Regions from separate parts of the Zea mays genome. Here region 1 is linked to region 2. A link is a contact called in public Hi-C data. All regions are on one chromosome and are shown on one strand. Each heading gives the region's core, a stretch centred on a gene start, on an enhancer-like site or on the middle of the called end of the contact. The rest is flanking DNA. Distances are from core to core; before and after follow the strand shown. Region 1 overlaps LOC100282309. Region 2 holds the start of LOC100191260.

What was found. Hi-C and Micro-C count contacts between places; a contact is called where the count stands out from the background.
Region 1: a Hi-C map of tassel shows a contact between it and region 2, with 2.5 times the contacts expected there. The contact joins the enhancer-like site here to the promoter of LOC100191260 in region 2. A contact is called at or near these places in 4 of 25 Hi-C or Micro-C datasets (ear, endosperm, leaf and 1 more).

What each region holds. Positions count from the first base shown.
Region 1 is chr4:76,030,741-76,037,472 of Zm-B73-REFERENCE-NAM-5.0, forward strand. It overlaps LOC100282309, which reads left to right. Exons shown (of 8, transcript NM_001155221.2): 3 at 43-65; 4 at 170-376; 5 at 528-630; 6 at 990-1,139; 7 at 2,649-2,703; 8 at 3,528-4,069. The coding sequence starts at 43. The coding sequence ends at 3,877. Among protein-coding and RNA genes, the nearest start is that of LOC100282309, 6.2 kb to the left of the region's middle. Within about 2 kb of position 4,146, at least 18 of the 20 cell types and tissues checked have an H3K27ac peak or open chromatin away from gene starts, as enhancers often do. A contact at or near this core is called in ear, endosperm, leaf and 1 more, where this site is marked.
Region 2 is chr4:75,769,028-75,775,426 of Zm-B73-REFERENCE-NAM-5.0, forward strand. LOC100191260 reads left to right here and starts at 2,454. Exons shown (of 5, transcript NM_001136694.1): 1 at 2,454-2,624; 2 at 3,610-3,699; 3 at 4,471-4,565. The coding sequence starts at 2,570.

The DNA of each region.
Region 1 (6,732 bases), core at 2,896-5,395, 260 kb after region 2:
GTTTATCTGAGTGACACTACACTCTCTGTTTTTTCTTATTAGATGTCACAAGCCAAGGAAGTGAGGTTAGTATCCCTGCATGGTAGACTTGTTATAATTCTCTTATTCTCTCACTCGGACCAAATTCTCATAATCTGGTGTGTTCTGGGTTTTGAAATATTGCTTTTAGGTACACTGCACGGTCTATTACACCTCCTGCTGATAGAAATGGCACTTCAAGGTCGCCTCCTCCAAAGAGACGCAGCCCTTCAAGGTCACCTCCACCAAAGAGTGCTTCACGGTCCCCACGTCCAAGGAGTCCAAAGAGACGCAGCACTTCAAGGTCTCCTCCTAGGAGACGTGGTAGATCAAGGTCAAGGGATAGGAGTCGGTCCAGGCAAGTATATCACTTGTAATTGATAGTTTAATAGTTTACCAAATATTATTGGTTCCAGTGAGGCAAGTATTTGTTTTTAGCTCCAGTTCTGCAATTCTACACAAATATGGGACTGTTCCAGTACTGATGTTCAGTTCTTTATCATGCACAGGAGCCCAGATGATAGAAATCCAGGGAATAACCTTTATGTAACTGGATTGTCTACTCGTGTAACGGAAGATGATCTTGAGAAGTTCTTTAGTAAAGAAGGAAAGGTATGGTCTCAAATTATTAGTTCACACATTCTTATTATGATGCTATCTTGGGGTGTTCTTTGGTGCATGGCTGGAGCCCTGCTCTTAATGAGATGTTTCTTCAGCTAAGCACAGAGATATGAGTGCTGAGTTAGTGTATTGTGCTGTGGGTGTTGGGTTCGGGAGTCTGTCTCCCTTGTACTAGGAGTAGACTATTGCCTCCCCTACATATTATTTCTCTCCCTTAATGAAAATGACATGCTCTTGTCCTGCGTTGTTCGAGAAAATTATTATGGTCTCTATTTTATCTTTATCTGCTTATCTATTAATCTTGTCAAAACTTTTGGTATCCAATTAATAAGTTTCATTTTTCAATGCAGGTTAAGAACTGTCATGTTGTTCTTGATCCTAGGACAAAAGAATCCCGTGGCTTTGCCTTCGTGACTATGGATACTCTTGAAGGTGCAAGACGCTCCATCAAGTATCTGCACCGCACTGTACTTGAAGGTCGCCTGGTCACTGTAGAGAAGGTTAGATGCTGACTGTACTGATTCATTCCATTATGCATTTTTCTATTGTATTTTTTGTTGAATAGTGCTAGTTTTGTCATGTTATCGTTGTATAGTAATGTCAAGTAGTCTAATACTAGCAGTAGTACAGTTAAAAATTTAAAGCTACTATACGGTCATGCATGTTTTTTGTCTTATGCTTGTCCCTCCCCTTCCCACTTTAGCCTTGAAATCACTGATGTCTTAGTAACATAAATGCATTAATCTTGTGCACTGGAAATTATATTCCATTACATTAAGGGGGTGTTTGAATGCACTAGAGCTAATAGTTAGTTGGCTAAAAAATTGCTAGTGAAATTAGCTACCTAACTATTAGCTAATTTGCTAAAAATAGCTAATAGCTGAACTATTAGCTAGACTGTTTGAATGTCTTCAGCTAATTTTAGCAGCTAACTATTAGCTCTAGTGCATTCAAACACCCTCTAAAACTTCAATGATGCTATGCTCTGTTCAGTTTAAAACTCTGGTGAAGGTCCTTGAGGTGAGGTATGTTATGACTTATGAGTAGAAGATTACAAATATGCTCTTTCCCTATGATGGAAGAGTATATTCTGTAACAGACAAGCCTGGAAACCCCACTCAGGTGAAATGTGCCAGAGTAAATTGAAAGGGGATCATTTATGATGTGTTCTGATGCAATCCTAATGTGGTGAATGGGGAAAACCTCTTCTGTGGCTCTTCAACTGGGGTCTTAACTCTCATCTCGTGCTGACTTCCTGACCTTCCAGTTTAACATGGTGCTGGGCTGCCTCTACGTCAACCTGGTTGGTCCAGGCTGTGCAGTCTCCAACCATGGTTGTCTCCAAAGGATGTGCAGCTGACGTGATGGTGCTTATCACCACACCCTCAGAGCTCATCACCACTTGCCGTCTTCACCTCGCTCACCGACAATGCATACATGCTACATCAACACGACGGCTGTCGCCATAGAGCGATCTTGGAGTCTTGTTGTGCATCGCGTCACCACCATCGCCACCGCAACTTCTACCACAACCGCCATCGTCAACATCACGCTCGTGATCCAACAGGCTCTACGATTTGTCTGCTTCGACTAAGCTTACATGGTGCATGCTGCTGCCATGTCACGACACCAACCACCAAGTCTGATGCGAACTTCATCGACCAGTATCTTGATTTGATGGACATCACGAGAGGCATAATCTGGCGCTTCCTTGGACCATGGCTACACCGACCACGGAACAAGTGCACAAAAGTCATCTTTGGTTTAGTTGGCATGCAACGTAAAGTTTAATCTACCTATATCACAAGATTTTGATCAAGAGTTGACAAGCTTAATGGACCATGACTATTTTTCACCAAAAGGGCAAAGTTTAGTTTCATTATCAATTATATTAACCACTCTGTTCAAATTTAAGATCGAATTGGGTTCTTCCTTTATTTAGCATACTTGAAGTTCATTGCTTGTTTCATTCGTACCAACTAATACATTTGTTCACGATTTTATTCCAGGCTAAAAGAACTCGTGAAAGGACCCCTACTCCTGGAAAATACTGTGGTCGAAGAGGTATGAACCAAAGTTGGCCAATTTTGCACCTCCACATGATATGACCACAACGCTTTCTGTATTAAGCATCGTTTGACTTGCTTCTTTATGTGTTGTTCAGCTTGCATACATTGTTGTTGAATGGATATCACTTTATTTGTTTGCAGTTGTCAGATGTGCTATGCTGTTTTTTTAATACATAAACATGAACTTAGTCTAAATATTCTGTGCCACTCATAGGGTATTTGTGTGCTTATTTGTTTTATATATTGATCTTTAATATTCTAATGATTGACCTCGATGGGGGTGTTATGTTTAGTTGTTTATTACAACACATAAACATGAACTCGGTCTCTAAATATTTTGTGCCACTCATAGGTTTGCTTATTTGTTGTTTTAGTGATCTTAATATTCTAATTATCGGCCTTAATGGGGTGTTTTGTTTCTACAACCTGTGATTATAATTGTAGCTTTTATGGTGTTCTCTATTTTTAGCTGGCATAATTCCACACTATTGAAGCCCTGGTAGACATCTATGGTCTAGGTGGTGTTCTATATTTTTAGCCGGCATAATTCCACACTATCAAAGATTTGAGCACACATCTATGGTCTAGGTCATTGTTTTCCTTGATTGAAATCACACTTTCGAAGTAGATCACACGCGTAGCCATGGGAAAATTGTGACAGTTATTATGTGCAAATTTGGTTGCATATATCTTTTTATAGGCTTGTGATCCACGTGTGCTTTAAAACATTTGTAAGAAAAAACATGGGTTTGTGACCGTTCCTTTGTTTTCCTTTTGCATTACAGCTATATCTTTAATATTTTTTCTTAAAAAACGCAGGAGGATCTCAAAGGAGCCCATCACCTTACCGCCCTCGCAGAAGGGAGCGTTCGCGCTCAAGGGAACGCAGAAGGGAGCGTTCGCGTTCAAGGGATCGAAGGGAGCGGTCTCGCTCAAGGGATCGAAGGGAGCGGTCTCGCTCAAGGGAACGCCGAAGGGAGCGGTCTCGTTCAAGGGACCGCAGGGAGAGGTCTCGCTCAAGGGACCGCCGGAGGGAGCGCTCACGCTCAAGGGACCGCAGAAGGGAGCGCTCACGCTCAAGGGACCGGAGGGGCAGTTCACCCCATGGCAGAAGGCATAGAGATCGGTCCAGGTCACCCACCAGCAATGGGAACCATAAGGCAGACTAGGAAGCGCTTTTATGGACTTGTCGTTGATTGCGTGAACAAAGGAACTTGTAACACTACCTATAAACTGGTCAGACTGAGACGGTTAGCATGGATTTTTAGTAGTGTTGCTGTATTTTGTTGTTTCATACAAGTACTCTATTCTGTTAGCTTTCGGATCGAAATGTCGGATGATGATGGTTGTTATTGTTCTGGAAATCGTAGACATGTCCTCCAGAATACCTATGAAACTATGGCATACTCGTGTGTTTGCTTAAGGTTGCTGTGGTATGTTCTGATCTTAAGATTGACACGTTGCACGGTAGATGGATGCCTCTGTTCAATCTAAGGTAGTGTCGGGACTATTTTTAGTCCCTCCATTTTATTTCACTATAGTCTATAAATTGCAAAATATGGAAACTATAACTCTATTTTATTTTTCATATTTGACAATTTAGTGACTAAAGTGGAATAAATTGGAGGGACTAAAAATTAGTCTCTAAAACCAAACACCCCTAAGTTGCCTAAGTTTTCAATGTTTCATTAGCCATCAGTAGGCTCGAGTCATGCGGCAGAGGCGATCCGTAGTACTACTTGCATACTTATTGGACCAGGAAGGAAATGTTACGTGCGTTACGGTTGAATTTCCAGTCAAACTCGGACCAACTTTCCAGGGTCAGAATCAAACGGGCGTACTGTTTGTACTCGAGGATTCCATTATACAATGGCACACTCATGCCGTGAAAACCATGGAAACTGCCCACAAGCGATATGTCAAACACATGGACGCCATACCGTGTCCGTTGCTTTCTTTCTACACCAATGTTCAGAACATACCGTGTCCGGTTGCATCTGCATCTGCATTGCAAAGTCAGTGCATGCACATGCCCACCTGCTTGCTACGGGGAGAACCGGAGAAGGGAAATCGGCCATGTCCTTCTCGCCGTTCCTGACTTTTCGGAGACCCATATATATATATATATATATATATATATATATATATATATATATATATATATATATATATATATATATATATATATTATATATATATATATATATATATAGTATTAAATATTTGATGTATAAAAAATATTATGCACTATTTTAAAGTTTATAAGATAACAAATATAAAATATAGCCGAAAACACTTACTTATTATCTGATATCATTTAAAATATCTTCTAACATTTTGTGATACAAAGTCATCGCTTATATTATTGAGATCAATCTCATCCAACAACTTTTTTCGATATATAAAATCGGCAAGCCATTTAACCTCTATTGAGTTATTGTTGACCATAAATAGTTAAAAAAATATTTCAATTTTAAAAAGCTTCTCTCTGTCGATGCAACCATCATGTGTATAGTAAATAATACTCTCTCTATATCAAAATAGAATTTGTTTTGCTTCTTTAGTGGATTCATCATTATATAATTGAATATAAACATAAAAATCAAGAGCTAAAACAAATACTATTTTGAAACGGATGGAGTAATCGATAAGTAATTGAGACATTAGTTTAACAATCGAAACGAAACTGGTGGATAGCGCATCGCTCTTTGCGTATTTGTGATTAGAATAGATATGTTTAACAGGAAAAAGTGCTAGCGTCCAGTGACTAAGGGCCCCTCTATTTTTGGGGGCCCGGTGCGGCTGCACCCTCCGCATCACCTCCGGTACGGTCCTGTCCTTCTCCACTTCCTAAGAAACATTTGTGTTTCTTATGAAAAAAACACCTAACTCTGTACTGTGTTGTTACAACCAAGAATGATAGTGTCTTGTTATTAAGGGACTAAGGGAGTATTAAATCTATGGTTATGAACGGCTTACATATAAAATATACTCGAAACTTTTCACTAGAGCCCCAATCTTTCCAGCAAGAACACTACAGCCTTTTATTCTGTAGCAACTGATGGCAATGGTTTAAGAGAAATTAAACCCCACATATATATAATACAACATAACATAGCATAACATAGTACAATACAATACAATACAATACAATACAATACAATACAATACAATACAATACAATACAATACAATACAATACAATACAATACAATACAATACAATACAATACAATACAATACAATACAATATGTAAAGGATATATATCAGAGGTATCCACATACAACACCGTAAAGAAGACCATGACATGTGAGTCCATGAGCTCGGCCAAGTGCTCAGGGACTTGGCTCACATAAACAGTTATGTTTCTTATGAAAAAAACACCTAACTCTGTACTGTGTTGTTACAACCAAGAATGGTAGTGTCTTCTGTCTTGTTATTAAGGGACTAAGGGAGTATTAAATCTATGGTTATGAACGGCTTACATATAAAATATACTCGGAACTTTTGAAAGGGAAATGTGCCCTTGTGCCATTTCTATTATATTTTGGTGATTAAGTGACCAACACATAGTGAGTGAGTTATTATGTGCCAAATGAAGAGAGAAGTGCAAATCATGTAACAAGGTATGTTTCTAGACTTAGTACATTGGTTTGAGTACTAACATATTTTGTCTAAGTGCTAGAAACAGAGAAAAGAGAAGGAGAAAAGAACTTGGCTCTGAGCAGCCAATACTCAGCTCAGTCTGGCACACCGGACTGTCCGGTGGTGCACCGGACAGTGTCCGGTGCGCCAGGCTGGCTTCCGGCGAACTGGCCACTCTCGGGAATGTTTGGCGGCGTACAACTATAATTCACCGGACTGTCCGGTAGTGCACCGGACTGTCCGGTGAGCCAACGGCCGCCAGCGCAACGGTCGGCCGCGCAATCCGCGGGCGACGCGTGGCCCGCGCCAACGGGCGGCAGGGGGCACCAGACTGTCCGGTGTGCACCAGACAGAGTCCGGTGCGCCAACTGCCACGACGC
Region 2 (6,399 bases), core at 1,204-3,703:
AAAAATTTGGGAAGTAGAGCAGAAGTGGGCTACCTTGTACAAAAATGACAAGGTCTAGGGCAGAGAGGGCACTTTGAATCACAACCCTTGTGTAGAAGCGGCTTCTGCCCTAAAGCTTATTTTTGCTGATGTTTATGAGTAATACTATGCCTCTGTGCCAAATTTTACTCAAAAAACCTAGTGGTTATTTAATGGTGATTTTCTAAAGTTTGGGGCATAGTGGGTGCTTATAACTAACACTCCTTTTGAAAAATGTCAAACAACAGATTTTCTATTTTTCTAGTTTATTCTTTGCGCAAGAGCAATCATTTCTAAAGTTGGTCATTTTTACTCATAGGGAATGAGTTGTATGATTTCTTAAAGTTTTTTAAACTTTCTCATGGAGCAGGGGTGGGGCATGTTCTATTGTGCAACTATCTAATTTTTATATTTTTCTCCCATAGTGTATAGCTTAAGTGTTTAGGAAAAAATTAGGTTGCTCACTGTTTCCCACTTTTGGTTTCTCTTTTTATTTTCTAAAGGTATTTGCAAAAACCTAACTTTATTTGTTTAACCCACTTACCTTGGTGTTCTAGGGTGATTAGTATTTTTGTAGAGGTTTATTAATGGCCAAGTGGTTACCAAAATTTTCTAAACCTCAATGAATATGTCCTACTATTTTTACCATTATATTCACTTAAATACTTAAAATCTAAATTAAATAATAAATTCTAGAAACGGTACTGGACTAGGGGTTTTTCTATTTTTTTCTCTAAAGTTCAACTCGTATAGAACTCAACAAAATTTGTTTGGTTGAATTTTCCCAAATATTTCTCGAGTTATGGATTTTATAAGTTATCTGTAGATTTAAAATTGAATTTCTAAAGGATTTCAGAAATGACTATTTAGCGCTGGGTCACTGGGCTTTCTTCCCTTCTTATTTCAGAAGTTAGTCCTTGGAACGCTATTCACTCGAGTCACTAACATCGCGAAAACCCCCTACCCCTAGGCTTAAGAACTATCCAACCAGCGCTCCTGAGTCTTTTGGATGATTGTCTTGTTACATACATCGAGAGAGATATTTTCTTCGAAGTGAATGAAGAAGATATAATTAAAACTTTTATGGCGTTGAGAAAGCGCAAACCAGATAAATAGTATTATTGCAATCTTTATATTTAATGTATACAAGTTTCATGCTTATTTGTTGAGTGTCAAATTTTATATTTATATATCGAATTTTTTATCAAATTTACTATGTAAATTAGATAGAATTCTACATAAATTTTTTGTTGCTTTATATCCTATGCAAAAATACTAGATCCGCCACTGCTCACGAATGGCCAACGCCGACGCTTTGCAGGTGTCCTCGCCGAACATCGTTGCCGCCGCCGTCGCCCGTCGATACATACATCTGTTATCGTCACATGCTAGGGCTAACACCCATGTCGTCGTGCCCTCGCTGAACGTCGTTGCTGTCGCAGCCGCCACCTGCTGGTCACCACGTTCAAGGGCTGCTGCAACATGGCAGCGCCGCCACTGGCATGCTCCAGCCGTGGTGGTTTGACGGAGCTTCTCAACGCCATGGACGTGCAATGGGTAGTCGAGCCTAGCAGCAACGTGGACGCTATGGACTCTGCTCTCTTTAAACCCACTGTTTTTGTTGCAACCGGTGCACACATGCAACCTGACCTTCTCGTTCATGGTCCTGTTGAAGCTTCACATCATGTTGATTCTTGTGAAGAATTCAATACACCTAAAAATATCCAATCAGTTTAACATCGGTGACCATTTTTTGTCCCTCGTTCAATCTGTTCAACATTTATACACAATTCTCTTGCACCAGGTTTGAATCAAAATTCAGCTTACAGACGATCTTGAGCTCCAGATTTGAATCAAAATTTAGGTTACAAAAACTGAAGCTGGGTAGTTGGTGGAGGTGTTGCGCCAGTCTGGACCTCCAGACAATGGCGACATCGGTGGGGAACCAACGTTCAGCGAGTTCTTTGGCGGAAGCCGGCAAGAATGGAGGCGGCGGTGCAAGGACATGGCAGTTGTCATGTTCCAGAAGTCTCGTGCAACTGTTTGGAGGAAGGGAAGGAGAAATGGAGGTTTTGCAAAAAAGGATTCTTATCACACGGAAGCCGCGGGAGGGTTAAAATGTTAAAATGACAGTAGCCACTGGATCTTGATTGAAAGAATGAGATTAAAGATGTGCCAGAGGAAGCCACGGGAGGGTTAAAATGTTAAAACGACAGTAGCCACTAGATCTTGATTGAAGGGATGGGATTAAAGATGTGCATACGTGCCATGTACATAAGATACGCTGCCATTTTACAAATGCAACGAAACACGCTCTGTTTTGAAGTGCGAAAAGTTAAAACGACCCATTTTAACAAATTTTACGACTGTCGTGCATATGTCCGGATATCAACCCCTCCCCTCGTATTAGGCCCCACCTCCCCGCGCGCCCTAACCCTAGCTTCTCGATTCAACTCTGCGCGAGACGAATTCTCTCCCGAATTCGCTCGCCGAAAGCACCTGCTACCTCGCGCCCGCCTTCCGTCGCGCGGATTCGGTGCCGTGCGTGGAGATGGACCCGATGGACATCGTGGGGAAGTCTAAGGAGGACGTTTCCCTCCCCAAATGTAAGTTCCCTGCCTCGGTTACCCCTGTAGAAGCCGTATTCTGGCTCCTTTTATTGTGTTGAAATTTGACGCCATTAAGGGGATGTCGTGTGGATGGGCGTGTTCTTCTTGGTCTGAAGAATCTGGTTAGCTGGGTTTGGTTTGCGTAATCTTGTGAGATGATACGCTAGGAAGCTTGATTTTTGAAGCGATGCTGTGAGGAAAGTTAGGTTTGTCCCAAGTGCTATTCAATTTCTGCGCCAATTCGTATGTACGATGGTTGTCCTGGGGCTTGTGGCGAGGTCCTGATCTTTTTGGATTGTGGCTAGTTGATTTTGGCAGCCTTGTTGATAGCAAACTACTATGATGCAGCACTATACAGTTCGTTTCTTGTGGTATGCTTGAGTGCTCTAGACGGATCCAATACAAGGCTTCAACATGGCATGTACAGGACCATGGGAGCTCATCATTTGGTGCTGGTCTAATAAGTTTCCTTTGTCTCTTGGCGTTTCTTAGTATATGGAATTTGGGCCCCTGTGCCTTACAAACAGGACTGGATAGACTAGTAACTTAGTGTAGTTTTGATGGTTTCTAGCCTGTGAACTATGGCACTCCAGTCGTTGGAAACATTACATCATGTAATGGTTTGGTATATGAAATCGTTCTGCTGTGAATTCTGACTGTTTGTGATAACATTGGAAAAAGTGGCTTTGTTTCATAATTTCATATGATTTTTCATGTATGAATTATACTGGAATTGTTTGATGATTTTTATTATATAATAGTATTGGATTATCTTTGAATTAATTAATGTTATACCATGAAATGTGAATGAACAAGTATATGGAGTTACAACTATACTAATATTATGTTTTGCCAAATTAGTGCCATGCGATTTGAATAAAGTTCCTTGAACCTGGATGGGAGCAGATCACCAGTTGACGACATTTTGTTTTCAGAGTTGTTTAAAATCTTGTACTTATTGACTTTCTGCTTCGCATTTTAGCAACAATGGTTAAGATAATTAAGGAGATGCTTCCTCCTGATGTACGAGTGGCAAGAGATGCACAGGATCTTCTTGTTGAATGCTGCGTAGGTAAGACATACAAGTGTGATGCAGTATACACCATTATAGTATCATCCATCATATGGTACAGCTTGTATGCTCAACTATGCAAGAATCACTGTTTGAATAACATATTAACATGGTTCTGCACATGTATCTTTATTTAAATTATAGCCTGCCATGAGTTGTTCTTTATGAAATATCATTTTGTAGCACTGAGCTTTCTTCTTGTTGTTCCAAATAAAACAAACTGCTGGAATTAAAAATATACTCCTGCACAGTTCAGACTGTAGTGACATATATATATGGTTATCTCTTTGATTTGTCTGGGAGCTTTCAAGTATGCATGTCATCTTGTGAATAATAATAGACAATAAGATTATACATGTTTTTTAGAAGAAAATCATTAGGTAAAATTTCTAACTTTATATCATACTCTCTCTGTCCCAAAATATAGTTCTTTCTGGCGCACCTTTTTTCCGTCCACATTCGTTCAAATGATAATGAATAAAGACATACATACAAACTACATTCATATGTTACTTAATGAATGCATGATTAGTCTAAAACGAATTATGTTTCAAGACGGAGGGAGTATTATATTCTGTTTTCATGAGAAAGCCAATATACTCCTACTGTATTCAGGCCATTAATGAAGTAACTGCATAACTTGTTCTGTTTAAATGGTTTACACTTGTATGGATCTCTCACAACCTTACTTTCAACAAAGAAAGAATCTTCATAAGCATAGAGATTGGTCTCTCCTTTTCTAATCTAACTACTTGTAAAACCAATTTTCAGAGTTCATCAATCTCCTTTCGTCTGAATCCAATGAAGTGTGCAGCAGAGAAGAGAAGAAAACAATTGCTCCTGAGCATGTTATCAAGGCTCTAAGTGTTAGTATTTTCTCCTCATAATTTTTTATGTCAGATTTCTCTAAGAATAATTTGAGGTAAAGTGGTAAACACATGGTTAGATATGAGGCATACGATTAGGTGTGATATCTTTGATGGTTTTGGGGATTCTTGGCGAACTTTAATTTTTTAATTTTGGGTAGACATGCTTTTGTAGATGCTTGTTTAATATAGAAGCACATCATCTTTATCGTTCATTTTTTCACAAACTCTCTCTATATATAAATAACGAGCATCGTTTGAGCGGAGTAACGGGGATCTCTTTGAACCAATTTGGATTCATGTGCGGAAGGTCAACCATGGAAACCATTTTTTTAATAAGACATGTGATGGAGTAGTATAGAGAATAGAAGAAGGATCTACATATGATTTTCATTGACTTGGAGAAAGCTTATGACAAAATACCAAGTAATGTTATGTGTTTGGTTTTGGACAAACATAAAGTTCCAACGACGGAAGTACGTTGGATTATTAAGGACATGTACAAGTACAACAATGTTGGTGTTCGAGCGATGGCGACACAAATTTCTTTTCGATTGGAATAGGACTACATCAAGGGTCAGCTTTGAGCCCTTACCTTTTTTCCTTGGTGATGGATAAAGCCACAAGGGACATACAAGGAGATATCCCTTGTTGTATGTTTTTTGTAGACGATGTAGTGTTAGTTGATGAATGTCGGGCAAGAGTAGATAGAAAACTAGAGTTGTGGGGAGGGACTCTAGAATTCAAGGTTTTAGACTCACTAAAATAGAATACATGAGATGTGATTTCGGCAGTACACATAAGGAAGAAGATGTTAGTTTGGAAGGACGAGTAGTGCTTAGGAAGGACACCTTTAGGTATTTAGGATCAATGTTACAGAGAGATGAGGATATTGTAAAGATGTTAGCCATAGAATCAAAGCAAGGTGAATGAAGTGGCATGCCATCAATCGTCTGGTGTTCTAAATGACAAGAGGGTACACATAATATATATTAAGAAGAAATGACATCAATCATCTGGTATTCTAAATGGCATCAATCATATGGCATCAATCATCTGGTGTTCTAAATGATAGAAGCTAAAAGGCAAGTTTTATAGGATGTTGATTAGTCCTGTTTATGCTGTATGGTGCATAATGTTGGCCTACAAATAGATGACACGTTCAGCAGATAAGTGTTGCAGAAATGTGTGTGTGTTTTCTCTCTCGAAAGCGTAGGAGAGCTACGCATAATATATATTAAGAAGAAACAGGTCTAAAATAGACCAATACAAAAGTCTGTGGCCAAATAGCTCATGGCGGTCGAAAACAACAAAACATAAAGACATCTAACATTATAGCTAATGCAACAAACTACAGCTGGAGGCCAGGAATGGGAGCAGTAAGGAAGGAGAGATCCCTAGCTCCAGCCAAAGCCCACCTCTCCAACTTCTGATTGAACTGGGAGATAGCAGCACCCATATTAGGAGGAAAACTATCAAAGACACCCCCTATTTCTATGCTTCCACAATGTCCAAGCTCCAAGGATTATCAAGGAGTTGATCCCCTTCTGCACAATCCCAGAAATCTGCATAGAAACCCACTCTCACCAAACCATAAACCCCCGATTATGAAGCTGTGGAGACAAGCTTTGAAGATTGACTTTACTGAGCACATGGAACCAGAATTCCCTGGCGAATACACAGTTAACCAGCAGGTGATCAATTATTTCCTGTTGTTGATCACAAAGTGGACATCTAATAGGATGAGGCAGCCCCCTTTTGCTTAACCGATCAGCTGTCCAACATTTATTAAGAGCAGTTAGCCAAATGAAGAATTTACACTTAGCCGGAGCCC